Linked DNA regions of Oryctolagus cuniculus: region 1 is linked to region 2. A link is a contact called in public Micro-C data. All regions are on one chromosome and are shown on one strand. Each heading gives the region's core, a stretch centred on a gene start, on an enhancer-like site or on the middle of the called end of the contact. The rest is flanking DNA. Distances are from core to core; before and after follow the strand shown. Region 1 holds the start of DIP2B (disco interacting protein 2 homolog B). Region 2 holds the start of ATF1 (activating transcription factor 1).

Region 1 (6,232 bases), core at 2,899-5,398, 240 kb before region 2:
CGCCGCAAGGTGGAGGATTAGCCTATTGAGCCACGGCGCCGGCCTCAAATAAATCTTTAAAAAAATAATTGTAGCAATCCTAGTCTACCTAGAGAGGGCAGAAACTGAGAAGCATTTGTGAAGTTCATAGTCTGGATGGGTACACAGTCTCAGTAAATAACAGTCTGCCCCCCCCCCCCCCCGCCCCGCACCACAGTATTAAAAGCCTGCTTACAGATGTTCCTTTTACATAGTAAACCATATCCCACTATCGTGGGGAAAAAAAAAAAGTACAGGGCATACTGAAAGGGAAAACAGCTTGAAAGGACAAAACAAGCATAAGAACCAGACGGATATGGGAGGGGTAGAAATTAGAAAGATAAATCATTAATCTGATAAGGGCCTTAATGAACAAAGTAAGTAGTATGCAAAAACAGGTAGGCAATATAAGCAAAAAGAAGTTCTGTGAATCAAAAACAAGTATTAGGGATCCCTATGAGTACCTGTTTTCTTTTTTTTTATTTGACAAAGAGAGAGAGAGAGAAAGGTCTTCACTCCCCAAATGGCCGCAACGGCTGGAGCTGCGCTGATCCAAAGCCAGGAGCCAGGTGCTTCTCCTGGTCTCCCATGCGGGTGCAGGGCCCAAGCACTGGGCCATCCTCCACTGCCTTCCCGGGCCACAGCAGAGAGCTGGACTGGAAGAGGAGCAACCTGGACTAGAACCCAGCGCCCATATGGGATGCCGGCACTGCAGGCAGATTAACCAAGTGAGCCACGGCACTGGCCCTGAGCACCTGTTCTGAGTCCCTTCTGCTCCACTTCTAATTCAGCTCCCTATTAATATGAATAGGAAAGCACTAGCAACTGGCCCAAGTACTTGAGCTGCTTCCACTCAAGTGGGAGACCTGGATGGACTTCTAGACCCATGGCTTCAGCATGGCTCAGCTGTTGCCTTTGCAGCCATGTGGGGGAGTGAATCAGCAGATGGAAGATCTATCTCTCCCTCTCCCTAATTCTACTTTTCAAATACATCTTTAAAAAAATAAATTTTTAAAAAACTATATTTAAAAATATATGTATATTATTTATTTGAAAGTCAGAGTTACACACACACAGAAAGAGAAAAAGAGAGAGAGAGAGGTCTTCCATCCACTGGTTCACTCCTCAATTGGCTGCAACAGCCGGAGCTACACTGATTCGGAGCCAGGAGCCAGGAGCTTCTTCCGGGTCTCCCACGCAGGTGCAGGGGGCCCAAGGACTTGGACCATCTTCTGCTTTCCCAGCCATAGCAGAGATATGGATCGGAAGAGGAGCAGCGGGGACTCGAACTGGCATCCATATGGGCGGCTTTTACCCACTATGCCACAGCGCCAGCCCCATAAAAACCCTGTATCTTTAAAAAAAGATTGACTCAGTGAATTACCAACCTTCCTGTCTGAGTCTATTTGAACTATTTTAACAAAGTATCATAAGCAAATGAGCTCACAAACAGAAATGTGTTTCTCAGGGGTCTGAAGCTAAGGGCCCAAGGTCAGGGTCCTGGCAAATTCAGTATCTGGTGAGGCCTCACTCCTAGTTCATAGGTGGCACCTTCCTGCCATGTTCACACGTAGTAGAAGCAGCAAACAAGTTCTCTGAGATCTGTCTCTTTAATGAGGGCAGAGCTCTAGTCATCTCTGAAATCTTCCTTCTCCTACGACCTCCACCTTGGGAGCTGGGACTTCAAAATATGAACTTGGGGAGACACAAACACTTAGGTCATACCACTCCCAAGCCAGGAGGTATGAGACCCAGATGGATTTACTGTTGAATTTAATCAATTAAACCAAAGAGGAAGTTATACCAATTAATCTATAATTTATTTCAGAAAATAAAAGCAGAGGGAGTACTTCTAAGCTCATCCTATGAGACCAGCATCAGCCTAATTCTAAAACCAAAGACATTATAAGAAGACTGCAGATCAACTTTTCTCATCAACATAGGTGTACAAATCCTCAACAAAATATTAGCAAATCAAATCAACAGGTGCCGACGCTGTGGCATAGTGGGTAAAGCTGCCGCCTGTGGTGCTGGCATCCCATATGGGCACTGGTTCGAGTCCTGGCTGCTCCACTTCCAATCCAGCTCTCTGCTAGGGCCTGGGAAAGCAGTGGAAGATGGCCCAAGTCCTTGGGCCCCTGCACCCACATGGGAGACCCGGAGGAAGCTTCTGGCTCCTGGCTTCGGATCGGCACAGCTCCAGCCATTGTGGCCAAATGGGGAGTGAACCAGTGGACAGAAGACTTCTCTCTCTCTTTCTCTCTTCCTCTCCTTCTCTCTCTCTGTAACTCTTTCAAATAAATATTTTTTAAAAAGGAAAAGAATAACACAAAAAATATTATACTCAGTACACATAACTGAATCAAAGAGTTTAAGAAGAGGGGCTGGCACTGTGGCTCAACAGGTTAAACCACTGCTGTGACACTGACATCTCAAATCGGAGCACTGGTTTGAGTTCTGACTGCTCCACTTTATGTCTGTCTCCCTATTACTGTGCCCAGGGGAAGCCAGCAGAAGGTGGCCCAAGTACTTGGGTCCCTGCCACCAATGTGGGAGACTTAGAAGGAGATCTAGGCTCTGGCTTGGATCTGGCCCAGCCCCTGCCATTGAAGCCATTTTGGGAATGAAACATTGGAAAGAAGATCTCTCTCTCTGTCTCCCTGCCTTTCAAACAAATAAATAAATATTTGTTTTGAAAAGAATCGTAGAGGCTGCCTGGCCCTCTAACACCTGGCCTTGGTAAGTCACACAGTGTCACTCTGCCACATTCCAGGGGTCAAAGCACTCACAAGTTCCTCCACGGTTAGGGGAGAACTGCTGGAAGCAGCATCAGTGAATCTGTAGCCTTTTCTTTCATTTAGAGAGATTTATTTATTTATTTGAAAGGCAGAGTTACAGAGAGGCAGAGGCAGAGAGAAGAGAGAGGTCTTCCTTCCGCTGGTTCACTCCCCAACTGGCCACAACGGCCAGAACTGCGTCGATCCCAAGCCAGGAGCCAGGAGCTTCTTCCAGGTCTCCCAGATGGGTGCAGGGTCCAAGGACTTGGGCCATCTTCTACTGCTTTCCCAGGCCACAGCAGAGAGCTGGATCGGAAGTGGAACAGCCAGGACTCGAAGTGGCACCCATATAGGAAGCTGGCACTGCATCCTAGGTGGCGGCTTTACCCACTATGCCACAGCACCAGCTGCAGCCCTTTAACAAAATGCCTGAGTCCTCGTGTAAACCAGAGGTCACAGATATACAAGTTCTCACAGATTTCCCAACAAGGTGCAGGGAACAAATTTCAAAGACTACTAATCAACCAGCTGTGATAGTGTACCCTTTTTTCAAATTGAAGTTCTTTCTTCAACTTTTTTTAATAAAAATAATTTTATTTGAAAGTCAGAGAGAGAGAGAGAGAGAGAGAGAGAGAGATGAACTCCCATCTGCTGGTTAAGTCCTCAAATGCCCCAAAACAGAAAGGGCTGGGCCAGGCCAAAGCCAGGAGCCAGGAAATCAATCCAGGCCTCCTTCCTGGATGGCACAGACCCAAGTCCTTGCGCCTTCGATGGTTACCTCCTCCCTTCTTGCTCATTGGCAGGAAGCAGGAATTGGAAACACAGCCCGGTCTTGGATCCAGGCACTTGATTATGGGATGTGAGCCTCTCAGCTACTAGCCCACGTGCCTGCCCCAGCTGGTTTATTTTTTAGTTTTCCTTCCAGTCCGTGAATGAAATAAACTATTATTTAGAAATTCCTAATGAATAGGGTTGAGGCCTGGTCTCTGTCTGGATCAGTATTGGAAGGAAATGAAAACACCAGAATCTTCCAGACTGTGGGGAGGAGGGGAGTCAAACATCTTCATGACAAAAACTTGCAATACTATGAAAGAATGTGACTGACAGCTCAAAGCTTCTGGCCGCTGGGAGCCTTCTCTCGCGATTTCGTAGCAGGCAGACACTCCACGTCCACGCTGCGCTAAATCCAAGCATCCACCAGCGAACCTGTTTCGCTAAAGGAGAACCCGGGATGGATGGCCGCCTCGAGCGCGCCATTTCCAGAGATGCCCAGCAGAGGGCGCCTTGAGCCCGCCCGTCCGCGGCCGAGTCGGGCTGCGGAAGAGGCGCGTGCTCCGGCGGGGGGGCGGGGCTGCCACGCTCACGTGACCCTTGCTCATGGCGGCGGCGCTGGCGGCAGCGCTGGCGGCGCTCGGCGGCCGGAGCCGGATCCTGTAAGCCGGGTGTGGGCCCGCGTCAGTCCGTCCCTCCTTTCGGCCTCCTCCTCTCTTCGTCTTCCGGAGTGTGTGCGGCTGGCGGAGCCGGGATGGCGGAGCGAGGCCTGGAGCCGTCGCCGGCCGCGGTGGCCGCGCTGCCGCCTGAAGTGCGGGCGCAGCTGGCGGAGCTGGAGCTGGAGCTCTCGGAGGGTAGGAGCCTGGGGCCCGGGGTCGGGGTCCCTGCGGGGCGCGGGCGCGCGCGGCGGGCGTCGGGGCGGTGCGGCGAGGGGCGCGCGGGGGCAGGAAATGTGGGCAGGCCCTCGGCGGCCGTCCTCGCCGCTCTCTGCCCCCGGCCCCGGGCCGAGCGCGTTCCCGGGGATTGGGGGGGGTGGGATTCATTGTTTTCCCTGGGAGGGGGCCGAGCAGGGCCGGGGTGGGGTGGGGGTCCCCCAGCGTCCCTGCCGAGACAAAGCTGCGCCCGGACGCCTGGGCAGGGCGGGCGCGAGCAGGGTCCTGACAGCTCGCCCCTCGCCTCTGCCTTTGCTGGAGGCCCCGCGCCCGGGTTGCAGCCCCCGGCCCGGCTTCAGAGAGGACGACAGACCCCGGGGGAAATCCGCAGCGGCGTTTCTTCCTCGTGCTGACAATGCGGGGTGCACCGTGGAGGGTCCTGGGGAGCCTGAGCCCTTAACCCCGGGGAGCCCCCCAGCCGGGGGCCGTGTCGGGACCACCTTTGTCGTTAGGGCTGCTCTCCCCGTGCGTGCGGTGTTGGGGCTGGCTTTTCCTTGGCTGATTCCCTTTCGGAGTCGAATCCTGGCCGCCAGCCGGTGTTCTCTCGACAATGGATGGGTCCAGGGAAGACTGATTGATTGAGTGAAATTTTTTTTTTAAAGATGGAGTAAGTCAGGCCACGGGTGTCTGAAGTCCCCCCGGACAACAATGACACCCAGCGCTCTGTGGTGGGCAGTTGTGATCGCTTCTCTGTCAAGTTCCCGTTTCTATCACGGCCTTGCCTCTCAGACAAAAGCGCCCCCCCCACCCCGCCCCAAGCTTGAGATCAACACTTTCGTGGCTTCCCCGGAGTTGTGTATTATTCTTGCCGAGTTCCTGTTCAGAGGCCCTCTCCAGTAGCATTTTTCAACGGGATTGAAAGCTGTTGATTGGAAAAGCGTGTATGTGACAGGGTCCCAGGGGGCGTTCTGACTTTTTTTTGTTTTCTTATCGAGGTATTTGGGGCCCCCCCACCCCCTTCCAGAATCCCTCACAATGAAAAGTCAGTATGAGATTTCTGTGTTGTAGGTCCGGTCATGCGTTGGAGGAAATCATTATTTTAAAGAAGTCTTTTAGGTTTTCCCACTGTATGGGAGGTGCTGTGTTCACCTTCACTTAATTACCAACATAGTGTTCAATTAATCAGTTGGGAAGTGTTTAGGAAGATAAGGATCCTTCGGGGCTTGTCTGTCTAGTTACACCTTGGCTTGAAAAATTCGCCAGGCACACCCAGTCGCATTCAAGTAATGGCTGAGCCTTAGTTAAGATGTAAATTTCTTTAAGGTCCCCCCCCCCCCAAATTGAGGGGTGTTTGCATTCCCTTCAGCCCTGCCTCTTGAGATTCATCACTCTGTTGGCCAGAGCCTTGTCATTAAATCTGATGATTTCCATTCAGATTGGACCTTCAAAAGTATTTTGTTAACAGATCAGTTAGCTTTGATTAGCCCGAAAGAGAGTTTTGCCCGGACGTTTGGGGCGGAGTGAGGTTGAAGTAGGAGTTGATTGCTTCTCCGCGCTGAGGGGAATCCTGCAGACTCCTTCCAGCTGGTTATTGTTTACTGCAGCTCTGGGTCTTTCTAGACTCTCGGGGGGACTGCTTCTAGGACCCACGAGTGATTTGCTCACCTCCCTCTCTTCAGAGGTGTGATGCTCGCTGAAACTGCGACTGCCAGGGGCTTAAACGTTTTAAGGACAAGCGCACGGTTGGTTTTCCAGTGTAGGATTGTTTTGGTTGGCATCTGACTTAGTTTGAAT
Region 2 (6,069 bases), core at 2,843-5,342:
CGGCTTTACCCTTCTTTTTTTCAAATAAATATATTAAAGGAAAGTCTGAAACATTAGGTGCATTCATCTAAAGAGAGACTAATTTTGGGCCCAAATCAAATTTCCCTGGGGAAGACTCTGCTGGCCCCAGCTTTGAGATCGGATGCCTGCTGTTGGTGAGATACGGATGACTGAGAAATTCCCCCAGAGGAGAAGGATTGGTGCGGAGCCCCAACGTGGTCTAGTCCCCCAAGGGCCTCACAGACTAGTTTTACGGGTTTAATTCAGATTCAGATGACATGCATGACACGCGGCAGCAAAGCAGCCATCCTGAAATAGTGTGACTGGACTTCACACTGACAAGGTGGAAAGGGGTGTCCCTTTCCACCCAAAGGGTTGTAGCTGACACCCTTAAGAGACAGGTTAACAAGAGAAAGGCATAACAGACTGATTTGCCCAGTTTTATAGGACACAGGATTCTTCAGATTGAAGACCCCCAGCTCCAGGCTGAATTATCCTTTTTTTTTTTTTTTTTAAGATTTATTTATTTGAAAGCCAGAGTTACACACAGAGAGAAGGAGAGGCAGTGAGAGTGTGAGAGGGACACAGAGAGAGGTCTTCCATCTGCTGATTCACTCCCCAGTTGGCCGCAGCGGCCAGAGCTGCACTGATTCAAAGCCAGGAGCCAGGAGCTTCCTCTGGGTCTCCCACGTAGGTGCAGGGGCCCAAGGACTTGGCCATCTTCCACTGCTTTCCCAGGCCATAACAGAGAGCTGGATCGGAAGAGGAGCAGCCGGGACTTGAATTAGGGATGCTGGCACTGTAGGCAGTGGCTTTATCTGCTACGCCACAATGGCAGCCCCAAATTACCCATTTTTATCTTAAGTTTGATGCAGCAGGGACAGCCATGTAGAAATGTGGAACAAAGCAGGAGTGAGCTAATGGGTGGGGATGCCCCACAAGGCCTGTCTGTCCAGATTCTTCTTAGCCCCTCGGTCTCATTGCTTCCTCCCAGGTATGGGGCAAGACCTGTCTGGAATGACGACAGTCTTAATTTCTTCATGGTCAACTTTTACAAAGAATGGTAGGGAGGAGGCAAAAATAGTATTTTTAGGTTTCACAGCTGGCTTTGGGGGCAAGGGGATCTGTTTCTATAATCTGGGGAAGGAGGAATTCTAGTTTCCACACGGTTTACCTGGGGACTAACGAGGGGAGAGAGAGAGGCAGGGGAAGGCTCAGAGAGAAATTTTGCTTCGTAGTATCCTTCTTTGGGTGCCAACAATATAACCGTTGCACGCACTTAGGACCTCTCCTGGGTAAGGTTTACCGTGTGTGTTTCCCCTTGAGTATCACAAGACAGAAGCACAAAAACACTTTGTAGTCCACAAAGCTTACATCTATCAGCTTCAAATAATTTCTGTCTTTTGAGAAGTAGGCTCTAAAGTCGCCCGCTTGGGCTCATGTCCTTTCTTTCTTTTTTTAAATTTAATTTATTTATTTGAAAATCAGAGCTACACAGAGAGAGAAGGAGAGGCAGAAAGAGAGAGGGAGATCTTCCATCTGCTGATTCACTCCCCAGTTGGCTGCAACGGCCAGAGCTGTGCTGATCCGAACCCAGGAGCTTCCTCCTGGTCTTCCAGTAGAGTGCGGGGGCCCAGGGACTTGGACCATCTTCTGCTGCTTTCCCAGGCCACAGCAGAGAGCTGGATCAGAAGTGGAGCAGCTGGGATTCAAACCCACACCCATATGGGACGCAGGTGCTGCAGACCAGGGCTTTAACCCACTGCACCACAGCGCTGGCCCCAGAACTCACTCTAATTTGACATGTTTCAAACTCATTCAATCTACATGATTATATGGGAAGTGCAGCACCATCAAAACTTTTTCATTTTAATCTTTCTAAATGGAAAAAAGGGGGCCTAAAGGACTAAAGTCGTGCCACCCTGGGCTGGCCAACTTTGTTTTAAAGTAATTACTTTCAGGGTGGGTACTGTGGTGCAACTGACATCAGAGTGCCTGGCTCAAGTTCTGGCTCCTTCGCTTCCAATCCAGCCTCCGGGTACCATGCATCCTGGGAGCCAGCAGACAACTGGAGGCCCTGCCGCATACACGGAGACCTCATGGGGTTCAGGGCTCCTGGCTTCAGCCTGGCTCAGCCCTGGTTATTCTGGGCATTTGGGAAGTGAACCAGTGGCTGGAAGACCTTTGTCACTCTGCCTTTCAAATAAAATTAAACATTAAAAAAAAATTACTTTTGGGAGCAGACATGTAGTCCAGCAGTTAGGACGCCTACAGCTCACCCTGCAGCACCTGGGTTTGAGTCCTGCTCCAGCCCATCTTCAGCGTGGTGCTAACACGCGCCCTGGGAAGCAGCAGTGGCTTCTTGCCACCCTCGTTGGGAGACCCGGACTCTGTCTCTGGCTCCTGCTTCTGGCATTGTGAGCATTTACGCAGTAAATCACTGGCTAGGAGCCCGCCCCCACCCTTGACTCTCGAAATAAATGTTTTTTTTTTTTTTTTTTTCCCCAAAAAAGATCAACTTATTTGAAAGGCAGAGTAAGAGAGAATTGAGAGTTGAGCTTCCATCTGCTGGTTCACTCCCAAAATGACTCTAACATTTGCATCTGGGCCAGGCTGAAGACAGGAGCTGTAAACTCCATCTAGTCTCCTACAGGGGTGGCAGGGACTCAATACTTTATTTCTTTTCTTTCTCAATACTTTAATTATCTTCTGCTTCCCTTGTATATCCAAATGGCCGCGATGGCGAGGGTCGGGCCAAGTTGACACTAGGGACCTGGAACTCCATCCTGGTCTCCCACATGGGTGGCAGAGGCCCAAGTATTTGGACCATCTTCCTCCGAGTTTCCAGGCACGTTAGCAGGGAGCTGGACTGGAAGTGGAGCAGCCGGGACCCGAACCCACTGTGCCACAGTGTTGTTTCCTAGATCAACACATAATTTTTTAAATTTGTGTTTGAGTCAGAGGAAGACTTGGTCTACTTCACTTCCTCAATGCCCCACAGCTGGGGCTGGGCCACGCCCACAGTCTGCCATGGGGGTTGCCAGGGATCTAAATGCTTGAGTCATCAGCTGCTACCTCCCAGGGTGCAGGAAGCCAGGATGAGGAGGATTCAAACCCAGGCACCCTAATGCTGGGTCCAAGTTCTAGCTTCTGATTGTGAACAGTGTTTGCTGAGTGAATGACAGCAGCCACGAGCGCTTGGCAGGGTAACTCTTGACAGTACCCGGCAGGCAGGAGGCAGAGGACGGCCTCTGGGCCCCAGGTTTGGACTCTGCAGCCTTTGGGACGTGGGCAAGTGTTTTCAGAGATGAAGCCAGTGGTAGTGTTCCAGCGTTGACAGCTGGTCCGTCTTATATTTTGAGCTGCCTTATCGAGCTCACCGTGCAGGAGCTGTTAACTGGCACCACAATGGGTGTGAACTCTAAGAGCCCGCGGGACTCTTTGCAAGTTTTAGCTTCCTCTTGTGCTGGGCACCTGGAGGAGCTCAAAAGTCAACTTGCGTCATTCTACGATCTGACCGCACCGTTCTTCGCATGTATGTAAGTTTACCCTAAAGTGTCTCATGTTAGAACAAAAACATCATGGGTAAAGCTGCCCCCTGCAGAACCGGCATCCCATATGGGCGCTGGTTCACCTCCAAGTTGCTTCACCTCTGATCCAGCTCTCTGCTGTGGCCTGGGAAAGCAGTGGAAGATGGCCCAAGTCCTTCGGCCCCTGCACCCACGTGGGAAACCCGGAAGAAGCACCTGGCTCCTGGCTTCGGATTGACAAAGCTCTGGCCATCTGGAAAGTGAACCAGCATATGGAAGACCTCTCTCTGCCTCTCAAATAAATAAATCTCTAAAGTAACCGGCAGCAAGCAAACAGGAGCTTCAAAGGCACAGGTGCAGGTCCGAGTCAGGGGGGTGACCGCCGCCCCAACCCCCCCAACCCCCGAGCACGCAGTCGCCCAGTCTGCTAACCAAAAACAAAACAAAACAAAACACCAAAAACCCGCCCGCCAGCCGAGCGACCGCGGTTCCCGACCGCGCACCGCCCACCCCGCGGCTTGGCGGGCCCAAGATGGCGGCGCGGCGCGTCACGTGAGACGCGATGACGCAGGACGGCGGCCGGCACGGAGCCCCGCCCCGGCTTCGCCCCCCACGCACTTCCACCCTCCGCGGCGCCCCTCCCGCTCCCGCCCCCGGCCCGGAGTCGAGATCATGCCGCCCGTGGCGGCCCCGAGTGCCGCGGACACTGTCGCCTAGGACTGCGGGGCCGTTCAGCGACACCGCGTCTCCCCGCCCCGCCTGGCCCTCGAGGAGGGAGAGAGAGAGAGAGGAGGGGGTGGGGAAGTGGGCAGTGAACTCGGCTCCATCTGGGAGGGGTGTGTGTGTGGGGGGAGTGGAAGTTCCCGCCCCGGACTGCGGCGAGGCGGCAGCCACAGGTAAGCGGGGGGCGGGGGTGGGGCCTCGGCGCCCCCCGGCCCCGGGCGGCGGGGTGGCGCGGGCGGAGACGCCGGGCGGGCGGGGGGTCGCGCGCGGGCGGCGGCGGGGGGGAGGGGCGCGGCGGAAGGGGGTGGGGCTGCCCGTCGTCCTGTCCCCCCTCACCCCCGGCCCAGTGCGCTTCCGGTCCCCTCAGCCGCCCGTCCCCTCTCCTCGGCTGCCCTAAACCGAAATAAAAGCCGCAGGCTTGCCCGCGGCCGGCTGGGACAGCCTGGCCTTGGCCTTGACCTCCGCCGTTACCTCGGAGCTGCTGTGGGGAAGGGGTGTGGGGGGGGGGGTCCCGGAGGGCTGGGGGCGACCCTTCGGGCGGCCGAGGCCCCCGGCGGCCCCGGCTTTGGTTTCGCAGCGCGGAGCGTTGGCGTTCGCACGCCTCAGCCGCTTCCATCGCCTCACGCGTTTGAACTGGGAGGCTGTTAGCGTGTCTGGTGGCGCGAGCTGTGCGAGAGCGTGGGGCTAAGAATAGTCGAGAAGGAGAGGGGGAGCGAGCGCGCCCCGGAAGGCTTCCCAGGCTATTTTCAGCCTCTCCGTCGGGCCGTCCTCACCTGGGATCGAGAGGAAGGACGGGTCCGGGGCGCGAAGGGCCCCGTGACCCTCAGAAACACGCGTGCGTGCGGCTCCCGTGCCGGCTGTCCGCCCCTCCCTGGCGGACAGGTCCTCGAGAGCCTGCGCTCGCGTCCGGGTCTGGGGTCCCGGCGCGGAGCGTGCGTGATGCCCCCCGCGCATGGGTCGGCGCAGTGCCGCGGCGTGGCCGGCAGGCGGCGCTCCCCGGCACACAGGCCTTGCCCCCCAACCCCATCACGCTCCTTATTTATGTTGAATTTCCAACTGCAGCGCAGGATGTGGCTGTCTCTGCAGGTTTTCCCGTGCCTGCGTCGCCCCGTTTCTGAAAGCCAGGGGAAGTCCTGCTTTGATCCTTGCCGCATCCCTTTTGTCTTTCACTCCCTCTATGTTTCCGGTATTGAGGCAGAAAACCAGGCCGCTTGCAATACTGGGACAGGTGCCATGGGGTGAACGGGTTGTCGTTGCTGGGGTTATACAGCCCCAAGGCTGTTGACCAGGCTGGGGAAGTTTGGGGAAATAGTTCAGAAGCAGGCCAGGTGAAGAAGAGGCAGCGTAGGGTTTCTGGCAGAGGGAAAAGCCTTTCTGGCGTCCAGGTGGGCGCACCGGAGAGATGAAAGAGATCCTGACCGATAGGAGCAGCTCTGCGGGAGACAGTCCCGGTGAGGCGCTGAAGAGCCCTTTGTGGAGAGGGAGACGACGGGGTCATTGTTACTTCATTCATTGATAGCACTCTGGGTCTCCTGGGCGCCGCGCACTCGCCGCGTTCCCAGCATTCCCGTGATACAGGCTCTGTACCCCCGGGGGCCTGCAGCATTCCATCAGGCAGCCTCATTAGAAATGTGTGCAGGCCGCAGGGACAGCGTTAGGGAAAGAGGGACCTGGATCGGAGAGAAAGCTCAATCTGAGGCTTTTCCTGGAAGAGGGACCATGTGGAAGGGAAAAAACAGGACTTTGGAGTAAACCAGTTCTGGCCTCAGGTCTCCCATTCATGTCTTAAAGTGAGAGCCACACTACCTGCCAATTT

Evidence for each region. Hi-C and Micro-C count contacts between places; a contact is called where the count stands out from the background.
Region 1: a contact with region 2 is called in a Micro-C map of ear pinna, with 3 times the contacts expected there. The contact joins the promoter of DIP2B here to the promoter of ATF1 in region 2. A contact is called at or near these places in 2 of 6 Hi-C or Micro-C datasets (ear pinna and an unstated tissue).

What each region holds. Positions count from the first base shown.
Region 1 is chr11:54,097,721-54,103,952 of mOryCun1.1, reverse strand. It overlaps DIP2B (disco interacting protein 2 homolog B), which reads left to right and starts at 4,148. Exons shown (of 38, transcript XM_070052227.1): 1 at 4,148-4,420. The coding sequence starts at 4,321.
Region 2 is chr11:53,859,298-53,865,366 of mOryCun1.1, reverse strand. It overlaps ATF1 (activating transcription factor 1), which reads left to right and starts at 4,092. Exons shown (of 7, transcript XM_070052228.1): 1 at 4,092-4,426.